2 separate regions of the Danio rerio genome follow, and region 1 is linked to region 2. A link is a contact called in public Micro-C data. All regions are on one chromosome and are shown on one strand. Each heading gives the region's core, a stretch centred on a gene start, on an enhancer-like site or on the middle of the called end of the contact. The rest is flanking DNA. Distances are from core to core; before and after follow the strand shown.

Region 1 (5,932 bases), core at 1,937-4,436, 140 kb before region 2:
AGAAAAAAAAAGTGTGGGTACAGGAAAATTGCAAATTAAAGACATACATGTGTACAAGCATGCATTGGTGCTAAAGAACTGTTTGTAAGCTTTAGTAACACGGAAAGAGTATTGAGCTACTGCATTTTAAACTGGTTTTCGTGGGAGTTTTTTGTGATTGAAATGCACACCAATACAACCAAAGTTACTCTGAACTTTAATTTTAGTACAGCTTAGTCAGGGTTGTGTCATTTAGATTTTTGTTTTAGTGAAAACAAGGCTGGAAAGTGTGAAGAGTGACCATTAGAAATAAGAGCATACTCATTTCCTCTCCATATGCTCCAGACACTTTATTATTAATAAACTGTTTGTTGTTGAGGTTGACCTCTGTTTTGATTAGTATTTAGACTCTTCTTACATCTTTAAATTGCTGAAATATCAGCCACTAGAATCACTGTACATTCAATGCTCTAATCTTTAGTCTAAGCAAAAAATACTTGCAAAATTCTATTCAGCTTCTGCCATTATAGGGAGCATGAAATATGGAGATGGAGATGTTTTGTCTATCTTTAAGTTTTAAAATGTTAAATGTCAAAAATGTACATAAACTGTAAGAAAATTTTTGATGCTCTTGAAATGCTCTTGAATTTTTGTCACTTGCCATTGTTTGGATTTTGAATGTTTTGCTTATTCATGTGAATCCAAATAAAAACATAAATGTTTGTGTGTGTATGTGCATGCATGCTTGTATGTCTTTGTATTTATGTGCATGTATGTAAAAAAAACAACAACCAGACAAGTAAAAAACAAACAACAAAAACTGCTAAACTAACTAACTGCTCTCTGTTGATTTGAAGTGTTTCCTTTATCCTCACTTGTAAATCACTTTAGATAAAATCATCTACTAAATAAAATAACCTGGCACTGCAAATCCTATGAGTATACCTCACAGCCTTGTTTTATTCTGTTAAATTCCATGTGGTGTTTAAAAAAAAAAATAATAAAAATATATATAAAAATGAATAATAGAAACCATTAAAAAAATTCCAATGATTTGTAATACAAGTATAAACATTACAAACCAGCAAATGTTGCCAGGTTTGCCGATTTCCCACAGAATTTCCCCACTTCTGTTTAAAGATTTGACATATTGCATAAATTGTATTTGACTGAAAGTGTACTGAAACATTATACATTCAGTGAATGATAAAACTGCAGAGAACTTGTGCTCATTTAAGAAAACAATCTGTTCATGACTGCTCTTAATTATTTTAAAGTTCAAATAAAGCATGTCAAGTTATTCTATTGAATAGATATTCTACTGCCAGCTGGACTTGTTTTGTGGTAACATATCCATCCATCCATCCATCCACCCATCCATCACACTGTAAAAAAATGCTGGGTTCCACACAATTGATTTGTGTTGGTATAACATGAAAGAGTTAAGTAACATTCGTTTTTGCAAATTTAAGTGGACAAAACATAAAACAATTAAGTTGTCCCTACGAAATCTCAAGAATTGTGTTATTTCAGATTATTTTATATAAGTTGTTTGAACAAGCAACAAAAGCCTATCTATCCATCCATCCATCCATCCATCCATCCATCCATCCATCCATCAATCCAAAGCTAATATTACGGAGGCAACGACCAAATATACTTTATATTCAGACACACATATGGGGTAGTACACAGTTTATCATATTTGAATCTTGTAAGTGTTTTGTTCTCCACTAGAGGGCGCTCGTATTCAGATAAACCATTGAGCTCTGCAATGAACCAGAAGAGCAGAGGCCGCAAAGCCTTTTTACCTCATTAATCAGGACACATGGATCCAAAGTCCTGTTTAAATGCATACAGCACCTTGTAATGTAAATAAATGGTACATACAACCCCCACCCGCACCCTAATTATGGTAAACACTTGTTTGATTGCAGCTGAACAAAGCCTAGCTTAACTAATAAACATCTTAGCAATTTCATCAACGTTGAAAGGGCATAGCTGATAGGCAGAGATGATGCAATGAAGGCTGTGAGGTCAGTCAGCTGACGTTACTGTATAAAGCAGTTGCTCATTCACACTGTCAAGACTTCAGAGACCCAAATCCTACAATAATGAGCTCACAACATAGTTTGGCTTGGACAGCTGTTTCTGCCTCTATTAACATCTTGAAGTACCAGTCAGTTTACACTATACCACACAACATTTTTAACACACTAAAACACAACAGCATTAAGATAAGATAAATACAAATAAATGATAATTTAAAGGAAATGCTTAAAGTGATTAAAACATTTAGCAAATGAATCAAACTCTTATATTTTGACTTAACTACAATGAAGGGGCTTCCATTTCCCTGCCTAGGCTGGTTTGCTGTTTTAGCTGGTCAACTAGTCTTTTTTAGAGGGGTTCTGGCCATTTCTGGGTTGGTTTCCAACTATTTCCAGCCTGGTAGTAGCTGGTTAGGCTGGGAGATGCTAAAACCAGCTTGATCAGCCTAGCAAGGATGGTAGCCCAGCCAAAACCAGCTATGTCCAGCTGAAACCAGCCTGGAAATTTCTAAAACCAGGCTGGTCGACCAGCTAAAACCAGCCAACCAGCCTATAGTTTAAGCAGGATTCATTATTTAGTAGCCTAAAAATAAAATAAACGACAACAATAATAATGTTACACACGGGAGATGTACATTTGCACAGTTTTACAATTAATAATAATTTTCTTTTTTCTGACTTTATTCTCTTTTAAACACAAAAGAAGATATTTTGAAGAATGTTAAAAACTGAAAGCCACATCCATAGTATTTGTTATAATAAATAGTTTTTTTTTGTTTATTCCTACTATCTAACTTAATGGGTAGCAGTTGCAACATTCTTCAGAATATCTTCATTTGTTTTCAACCCATGAGTAAATGATGACAGAATTTTCAGTTTTGAGGGAATTTTCTTTTTAAGCTTATGGGCTGGTGCTGAAAATGTTGACAACCTTTAATACCAGCAGCAGCAAGTCTGTTAACATCTCAGCTGTAATAATGCCTCATTATTTCTTTCCTCACAGAGGAGGCTTTGCCTTGCACCTGACACATTAATGAGGCTCTGGAAACACCTCCTCTTCCTCCTCTCCCCCTTTTCCATGTCAAGCCTAATGAGACGGAGTCACGCGTAGGCCGCTAATGACGCAACATATAATAACTCGCTGGCTGTTTGTTTGTTTTTCCGCTCGCCATCATCTGCATTCCTGACATTATTCCCATCTCCATGCATCAGGCTTCCTGTATGGCAGCAATTAGATTTAAAGTACACAACAGAGGTGATCTAGCATGCTTTTATACCAGGATAAAATCCAAAGCGTTTACTTGAAAGGCCTGTTTGTGAAGTAGCTGGAGTCTAGACTGTATGATAATGATCTGTGTATGATCTCAGTACAAGCGAGATGGCAGGGCTGTTACTTCACTTAAACTCGCCAGATGTTTAAAGTCTGAAATGCAGTATGGGATTCGAGGAGAAGGAGTTAAAGCGTGATTTGAGATTGATCCCAAGGGAATCAGGCACTTCACCTAAGCCTTTGGAGTTTCCTGTTTGGGAAAAGCAGCTATAAGGGGAAAGTAAGGAGAGAGATGAGCTTGTAGTGACAGGCCTAACACAGTTATTACAGCTAACACAGATATCACAGCTAACGCAGCCCTTGGCCTTCGGTGGCCTAGGTGTGAAGTGTCAGACATGCATACGTTTCTGAAACAGAACTTGCATTCTGTTTCTCTCGTCCTAATTATATACTGTTCTGAGTATTAGCAATACAATATTAAGTTACCCCCCATTGCGTTACATTACTTTTGCGTTACTTTGTGCGTTACTTTTATCTGAGCTGTTGTAGTGATATATACTTAGTAACTTCATTCATTTTGACTTAGGTCTGTCTTCAAAAACTGAAAGAGTCCTGTTGACGATACAGGGTGTGAAATGAACCTTTTTGCTTGGTAGCACAGGTGCTCCTAACTTCACAAATGTAGCCGCACCAGCCAAAATCTTGTTGCACCCACCAAAAATGATGAGCACTGTTACTACAAGTTTTAATTTTTTTTTTTTCTTTCTCTTTATTGAGCGTATATATATATTATACAATTTCAATCAACAATACAAAAAAGGCTCGAATATTTTTTGTTTGAATATACATACAAAACAAAGCAGAAAAGACAAACAGTGTGGAAGTAGAATACAATTTTGTAGCAAGAAGTACAATAAGAGTTTATATATAAAAAAAATGGAGGAAAATGCGTGTTTATACAGATACTGATTGTAAGAAGTCTATGAAGGGTTGCCAAATATTATAAAAACCTGAGAGATTGTCCTTCACCAAATATCTAATTCTTTCTAAATGTAAAGTATTGGAGAGATCTCGAAGCCACATTTTGTCAGTCGGTATCGTTGGTCCTTTCCATGACATCAAAAGTAATTTTTTTGCAGTTATAAGAGAGTAGGAAATGAACCGCTGTTGAGCTGAAGTAAATTTTCTAAATAGCTTTGATGTGCCAAGAATAATCAACAATGGATCAGGTGATAGTGTAGTCTTAAAAATTCTTGACAATACATTAAATACATCAGACCAGTAGTTTGTGACCTTCGGGCAAGAAAAAAAAGCATGGAAAAGTGTTGCATTAGGGGACTGACATTTATCACAGCTGGATAAAGCGTTTGGGAAAATGTTGTGGATCTTTACTTTTGAAAAGTGAAGCCTATGTATAATTTTGAATTGTATAAGACGATGTCTCGTATTATAGGAGCATGAGTGTATGTGTTCCAAAGATTCTTCCCAGATGTCATCGGGAATATGGGTACCCATGTCTTTCTCCCAGCTATCCTTGTATTTATTGGATGAGGGGGGGGATATTGTTTGTAATTTGTTATATATATTAGAGATAAATTTATTTTTATATGGGGATATGGTGCAACATTCATCAAGCATAGATTGTGGTTGTGTATCGAAATCTGGCATTAATTTTTGAATGTAATCTCTAACCTGTAGATATCTAAAGAAATTATTGTTATGTAATTTGAACTTTGTTTGCAATTGTGCAAAGGAAGCAAATTTACCCTCAATATACAGGTCACGGATACAACATAATCCTAATTTCCTCCAATTAGTAAACGTCAGATCTAAATTAGAAGGGGGAAAGGATGGATTTTTAGCAATTGGTAAAGAAAGAGGCAGCGTCTTGTGGGTAAAGTGTGATTTAATTTGTCTCCATATACGAAACAAATTATGTATGATCGGATTTTGAATGTCCTTTGTTTTGTCAAGTGGTAAAGGTGAAAGTACTAGGGCAGCAGGTAAATATGGATCACAGTCTTCCATTTCAATAGCTAACCAAATGGGGAGAGTGTTAGAAGTGATGTTAAAGGAGTTAATATTTTTCAAAGCACACGCCCAATAATACATCATGAAATTTGGGAGGGATAGACCTCCGTTCATTTTAGATTTGGTTAAATGTTTTTTGCTAATTCTTGGAGTTTTATAATCCCATAGAAATGGTTGAATAATTGAATCGATTTTCTTGAAAAAGGATTTTGTTAAGAAAATCGGAATATTTTGGAACAAGTAAAGTACTTGAGGCAAAAAGATCATTTTGATTGCATTTATCCTCCCAAGTAGTGATATTGGTAAGGTTTTCCAAAACTGAATTTTATTTTTAAGTTTTTCCAATAGAGGTGGAAAATTAGATTGCATGAGAGAGGAAAGTTTCTTTGTAACCTCTATACCCAGATATGTGAATTTGTCATTGGTAACCTTAAAGGGGAACCTTGCTAACGTTGTTTGAGGAATGTCATGAACTGGCATTAGTGAACTCTTTGTCCAATTTATCTGGTATCCTGAGAATTTCCCAAACATTTCAATTTTTTCAAGAATGGATGGTATAGAGAGGAGAGGTTTGGTCACATACAACAAAATATCATCTGCA
Region 2 (5,199 bases), core at 150-2,649:
ATTGTCATATCCACTTGTAAAAAAAATATATATGTTATTTAGTATAACGACTTATTATTTTATATATTCTAATAGCTAAAGCAACTGTCTTGATTTCTTTACACAACTGTTGTGCTGAGTAATTTTGGAATATTGTGTTCATGTATTAAACTGTTTTCATTCATTTTCCTTCAGCTTAGTCCCTTTATTCACCAGGGGTCTACTTTTTTTCATATTAATTAAGATATGCATCCAACATATATAAATTAACTAGATATACTAATGGAGACTCCAAAATTGAACATTTTGTTTTTGATTATGTTCTGCATTTATACAAAATTCTGTGTTGTTTTAAAATATAATAATACTTATTATTGACATTTTGTTACCTTTGAATTATAAGGTTCTATCTGCATTCTGAATGATTTCGAGGTATTAAGCTTCAAACTTTTTGCATTCCATAGCAAGCAGTCTTAAAAAATCCCATAATGTAAATAAGTTGCCATTTAATAGGAATATGCCAATAACTCAATTTTGACAAAAATGTCAGATAGAACCTTATAATTCTAAGGTGACGATTTATCCAATCATTTTAAAGTTGCCAATCCGAATGCTCAAGACAAACCTGGACAGGCTAAATCCACTTACCTTGAATTTGCATCGAATTTAGCAATTTAAAATCCCTGCAAAAACATTTAATCATTACAGTTTGCACGCAAAACAGAGAGAAAGAGATGCTTGAATTTGTCTCAGCTTATTTTATGCAAACCTTCATGAAACTATAAGTGCAATATTGTTCAACAACAAAGTTCCTGGTAGTTCTTAAACACAATAATAAAAGTTTCTCGGACTTAATCTCTATGCTCAGTCATGCATAATCAAGAAATCATTAGCCGTGATGTGAGAGCCCAAATACGCGCGTCATGACCATATAGACTTGAAACAAAGACTGAGAAACAACAGTACAGTGGGATTTTTCTAACTCACTTTCTGCTCTGAGGTAATCCAAACCTTTCAGAAAGACCATTCCTGACCCATCACGCCCCACCCCCATCATCCCGCCCCCAACTTGACGTCGAGATTTGCAACAACAAACGGTCTGACCAATAGGAATCCCTTAAACTTCCGCAGGAGTAGAATGGATAAAGCAAAAGTAGCGGGTCAGAAAGGGGCCAGTGTGTGAATCTGAACGCCGTGTTATTATCTGCCCGGGTCCCGATGCGTGCTTAATGACGGACGACAAGCGCACGCCCGTGAATGTATCGGGAAAGCGCGAGGATCGAGGCTTGCGAGCGCATTTGTATGTGAGCGCTAGACGCGAGAAGGCGAACTCGTGAGCTCTTCACTTCTGCCCGCAAGAAAAGCGGGAGGTGAACGGAGGAGTCACCGCGCTGTCACACGGACACAAGCCGGGGAGATGGAGTGAACAAGTTCGCAGCACTTTCCGCAAATCAGTATTCTTCTTTTACTTTTTAAATTTAAAAAATCATGGATTACTGGAAAAGATTTTCATAACTTCACCAATTGTGGAACAAAGTTTTTACATTCGGATGGACCTTGCACAAACATGATCTAAGCTGAGGGATTTTCCCTCACTAGATGCAATGGAAATATGAAACATATCTGCTTGAAACTGACCTGACGCCAGCCAAACGATCACACATTTTGATATGGCAACTTGTGCAGAATTGGTTCGGGGGGCGCGCGCATTCGTTTGGCCTTTCGCGTGTGCGCTCGTGTGTTTTTGCTGTTTTTCCATCGCCTCCTCCAACCACCACGGCGGTCGGTTGATTTGCTGGCAGGCGATATTTAACTGCCAGTCGGAGCCCGAGTGTCATTACGCGTATGATCAGTATCTGCACGCCTGCGAGTCGATCCTGAACGGCCAGAGGAGGAAGTGTCCGAGTCACTGCATCTCGTCGCTGGTGCAACTCAACCTGACCAAGAGCGGCCCGGCGCTGGAGGACTGTAGCTGCAACAAGGACCCGCGCTGCCGGGAAATCAAACGAGCCATCGAGCCTTGCCTGCCCAAAACGAGCAACATGGGCTGCACCGAAGCCCGGCGCCAGTGCGAGAAGGACAGCCAGTGCCGAAGCGCGATGGGCGATTATTTAGTGCACTGCGGGAAACTCTTCAGCGGCTCCAGCTGCTCGAACCAGTGCCGCAATGTCATCGCGTACATGCGCAAACTCCCCAAAGCTCAACTCCTGGATACTTGCGTGTGTGATGGAACGGAGCGGACTATATGCGAGTTTATCAAAACTAGTATGAGAACGCTTTGCTTTGACTCTCCCCCCGTGGACGAGGAGGGCTCCAGCGGTTTGGACGATGACGAGCCCGGTGATGAGGATTACCTAGAGCCAGAACCCACGAGGAACACAGGTTCTGCTTTTGTGGCATGCTCTGTTTTGACTGTGGTGGCATCCATTTTGGCTCTGGTGCCGCTTCCTTGATCACTTTGAAGTCGAGATAATGATCTGCTCCAACGGCTGTTCGGGAATAGTGCATTTTACCTTTTTTTCTTCTGCTTTCCTGTTCTTTCACGGCAAGCTGTGTCAACATTTATTCCTTAACACTTTTTAGCTTTTGTTAAAATTTTAAACTAAGTAGTCCCATGCATATCGTAATTTTCTATTTGATTAGACGTTCATTAGTGAATGGTTGGTACAAATAAACAATAACAACAAAACCTAGCTATTGTAGTTTGACCATGATGACTACAAATTCACCATGGTTTGCTTCAGTTGTTAAAGTTTAACCACGGTATTAGTAGTTAAAACTAAACCACATACTACTTGTAACCACCACAACAAAAGCATGGTTACTGCACTTTTACTATAATAAAGCGTGGTAAATTTTTGTACCACTAAAAATCTAAAGTTATCAAATGCAAGTAGCAATTTTACTACTACCAACAACTGAAAGTAATGTGTAATGACAAGTCATATTGGCTACTGTTGGAAGAAAAATAAATAAATACATATTTAATTTAAAAGATTAGAATGTAACCAGTTCAGTAGATTCTACTATGTATTTGACTTTTCATGTCAGTAATAATGGATTAGTTACGCGTCACTGTAATGCATGCATTCTGATGCCCTATGAACCCACTAAAATCCAAAAATAGTTACTGTTGGATTATTTGCTAGCAAACAAAAAAGTATGTCAAATAATAAAAATAGATTTAAGTTGCTTTACTGAGTAAATGTTAATACAGCTTGACCAGATTTTTCTCCAAAGATTACAAGTTAAACTTTGTGTGACATTTAGTTGAATGTGGAAATTACCACATTGTAAACGTGTTTTGATTCACTATGCAAATTTACTGTTGCAGATTCGGCCCAGGTAAACAATGCCTTGTCTATTGTAATTGTCTATGATCAGCATAAAGTACTGATTCTGAAGATATTTAAGAGCAGGGATACAAAATATTTTAGGTCAGTCAACTGCCTTAAACACTAGCTTGCCTTATTCAAGTGCTATTTTGTAAAATACAAATTTATTTCCTTAAAGATATAGAAAGAAAAGTTTATTTTGTTACCTAGACCTTTTAACAGTGAAAGTTGTAATTATAAAACTGTGCACTGCCAATGTAAAACTAGATTTTTAAATATGTAAAGTATTTTTTATAAAGTTTCAAAAGACTTTGGATAAGTAACTTCTGTAAAAAACAAAAGTGTTGCTGGAATGAATGAGGAGTAGATCTCTATATTGCATTTGATAAATCTTCTAAAAAAAACTCCAAACCCAGAGACTCACAACAGAGAACTTTATTTTTGTTTAAAAAGTAAAACAAAGGGTGATGATTCCAGCTTTAAAGGGAAGTTAAATGTTTGTTGTAATTATTTGTCTTTTAAGATATTGTACAGTGTACAGATTTCCAGAGAATCTTTTAAATGTGTTATCTAAGATGAACTATTTACTGTGTAGAGATGTCTAAATCCACTGTATGACTGCCTCAGTGATGTTCTTTTTTATAGAAGGCATAAAAACTAAAGTACAAAGACTCAAACCGAGTATGTGTAATTTATTTATGATTGACACAACATCATTAGGACGATTCGCTGTATTGACTCCATGTGTGGATTGCGATGCTAATTTGAGAAAATGCTAGCTAGCGCAGCAGAGCTTTTCAGGAACCGATTAAGTATCACACGCATAAGGAGCTTGAAGCACTGACACACGACTTAGCAAACAGAAGTGTTTGCTGAAGACATAAACGCTGATATTTGGATATCTTTAGAATGTGAACACAAAAGCGTGAGTGGCTTTTCCCCAGGGTGTCCGTGTTGCATCTGGGCCAAGACAGACAGAGGTTTATTTATTTTTCAATCACTGTGTTTGCTTTAAGGCCTTTGTATGCACAGCACCACTGCAAATATAAAGTAAGACATTAGTTCTTCTAAACTAACAGAGAAACAGTAGCAGGACAACATAAAAGTCAAGTTCATTATCTTTTAAGAGGTTTTGTTTAAAGCTTTTAATGTGGACTGATCCTTTTAGGTCCTGTAATGGACGACGAGTGGAAAAACAAAAAAAAAAGTTGCTTAGATTTAAAAATAAAGAAGTTTTTAATCAAATTAAACTTACAAGTCATTTCAGCTTACAACTTTAAAAGGTGTTGAAACATGATTAACCAATTATTTTAACTTGAATTTTCTAAAATGTACACAAATATGTGTTGTCGTGGCTTACTGATCCATTTATTTACTTCTACGATTATGGGGTGCGTGTAGGAATTTAAATACTACCCTCTTTATTTTTGTTTGTTCGTTTCTTCTTTGCTGGTTATCTAGTCAAAATATCCTTAAAAAAAGATACTAAAAGTAAATGTGTCTGGGGAAAATTTTGAAATCCTTTTAAAGACTACTCAAAGTGTGATTTTGCCATATGTTCGCTATTAGAAATGGGCTACCTTTTCAAATTAATATTACCTAGGAAGCTTTCTTATGATTTGTAGCAATCACTGTTTGTTTCCATTTCCAAACCTGAACAAATTTGTACTCTGTATGATGTAATGGCATGCTTGATTGTTGGTAAACTGTTTCCGCGAAGGGAAAATTACACGTTTGCGGGTTTTGATCTGGGGCTCGAGGGTGCATATATGCATATGCGTATTGTTGCCTGTGTGTCGTTTAATCGTGTTCAGCTAGGCCTCTCTCTGTCTCTCAACTCCATGCTGTTTAAACCCACCACCCTTATTCTCCCACTCTTGTCACC

The links. Hi-C and Micro-C count contacts between places; a contact is called where the count stands out from the background.
Region 1: a Micro-C map of caudal fin shows a contact between it and region 2, with 13 times the contacts expected there. The contact joins the enhancer-like site here to the promoter of gas1a in region 2. A contact is called at or near these places in 2 of 18 Hi-C or Micro-C datasets (caudal fin and fibroblasts) and 2 of 4 datasets of contacts at active chromatin or transcription factors (caudal fin and embryo).

Annotation. Positions count from the first base shown.
Region 1 is chr5:45,504,970-45,510,901 of GRCz12tu, reverse strand. No RefSeq gene overlaps it. Among named protein-coding and RNA genes, the nearest start is that of dapk1, 27 kb to the left of the region's middle. Within about 2 kb of position 3,186, at least 10 of the 62 cell types and tissues checked have an H3K27ac peak or open chromatin away from gene starts, as enhancers often do. A contact at or near this core is called in caudal fin, where this site is marked.
Region 2 is chr5:45,368,883-45,374,081 of GRCz12tu, reverse strand. It overlaps gas1a (growth arrest-specific 1a), which reads left to right and starts at 1,399. Exons shown (of 1, transcript NM_001111220.1): 1 at 1,399-3,986. The coding sequence starts at 1,650. The coding sequence ends at 2,432.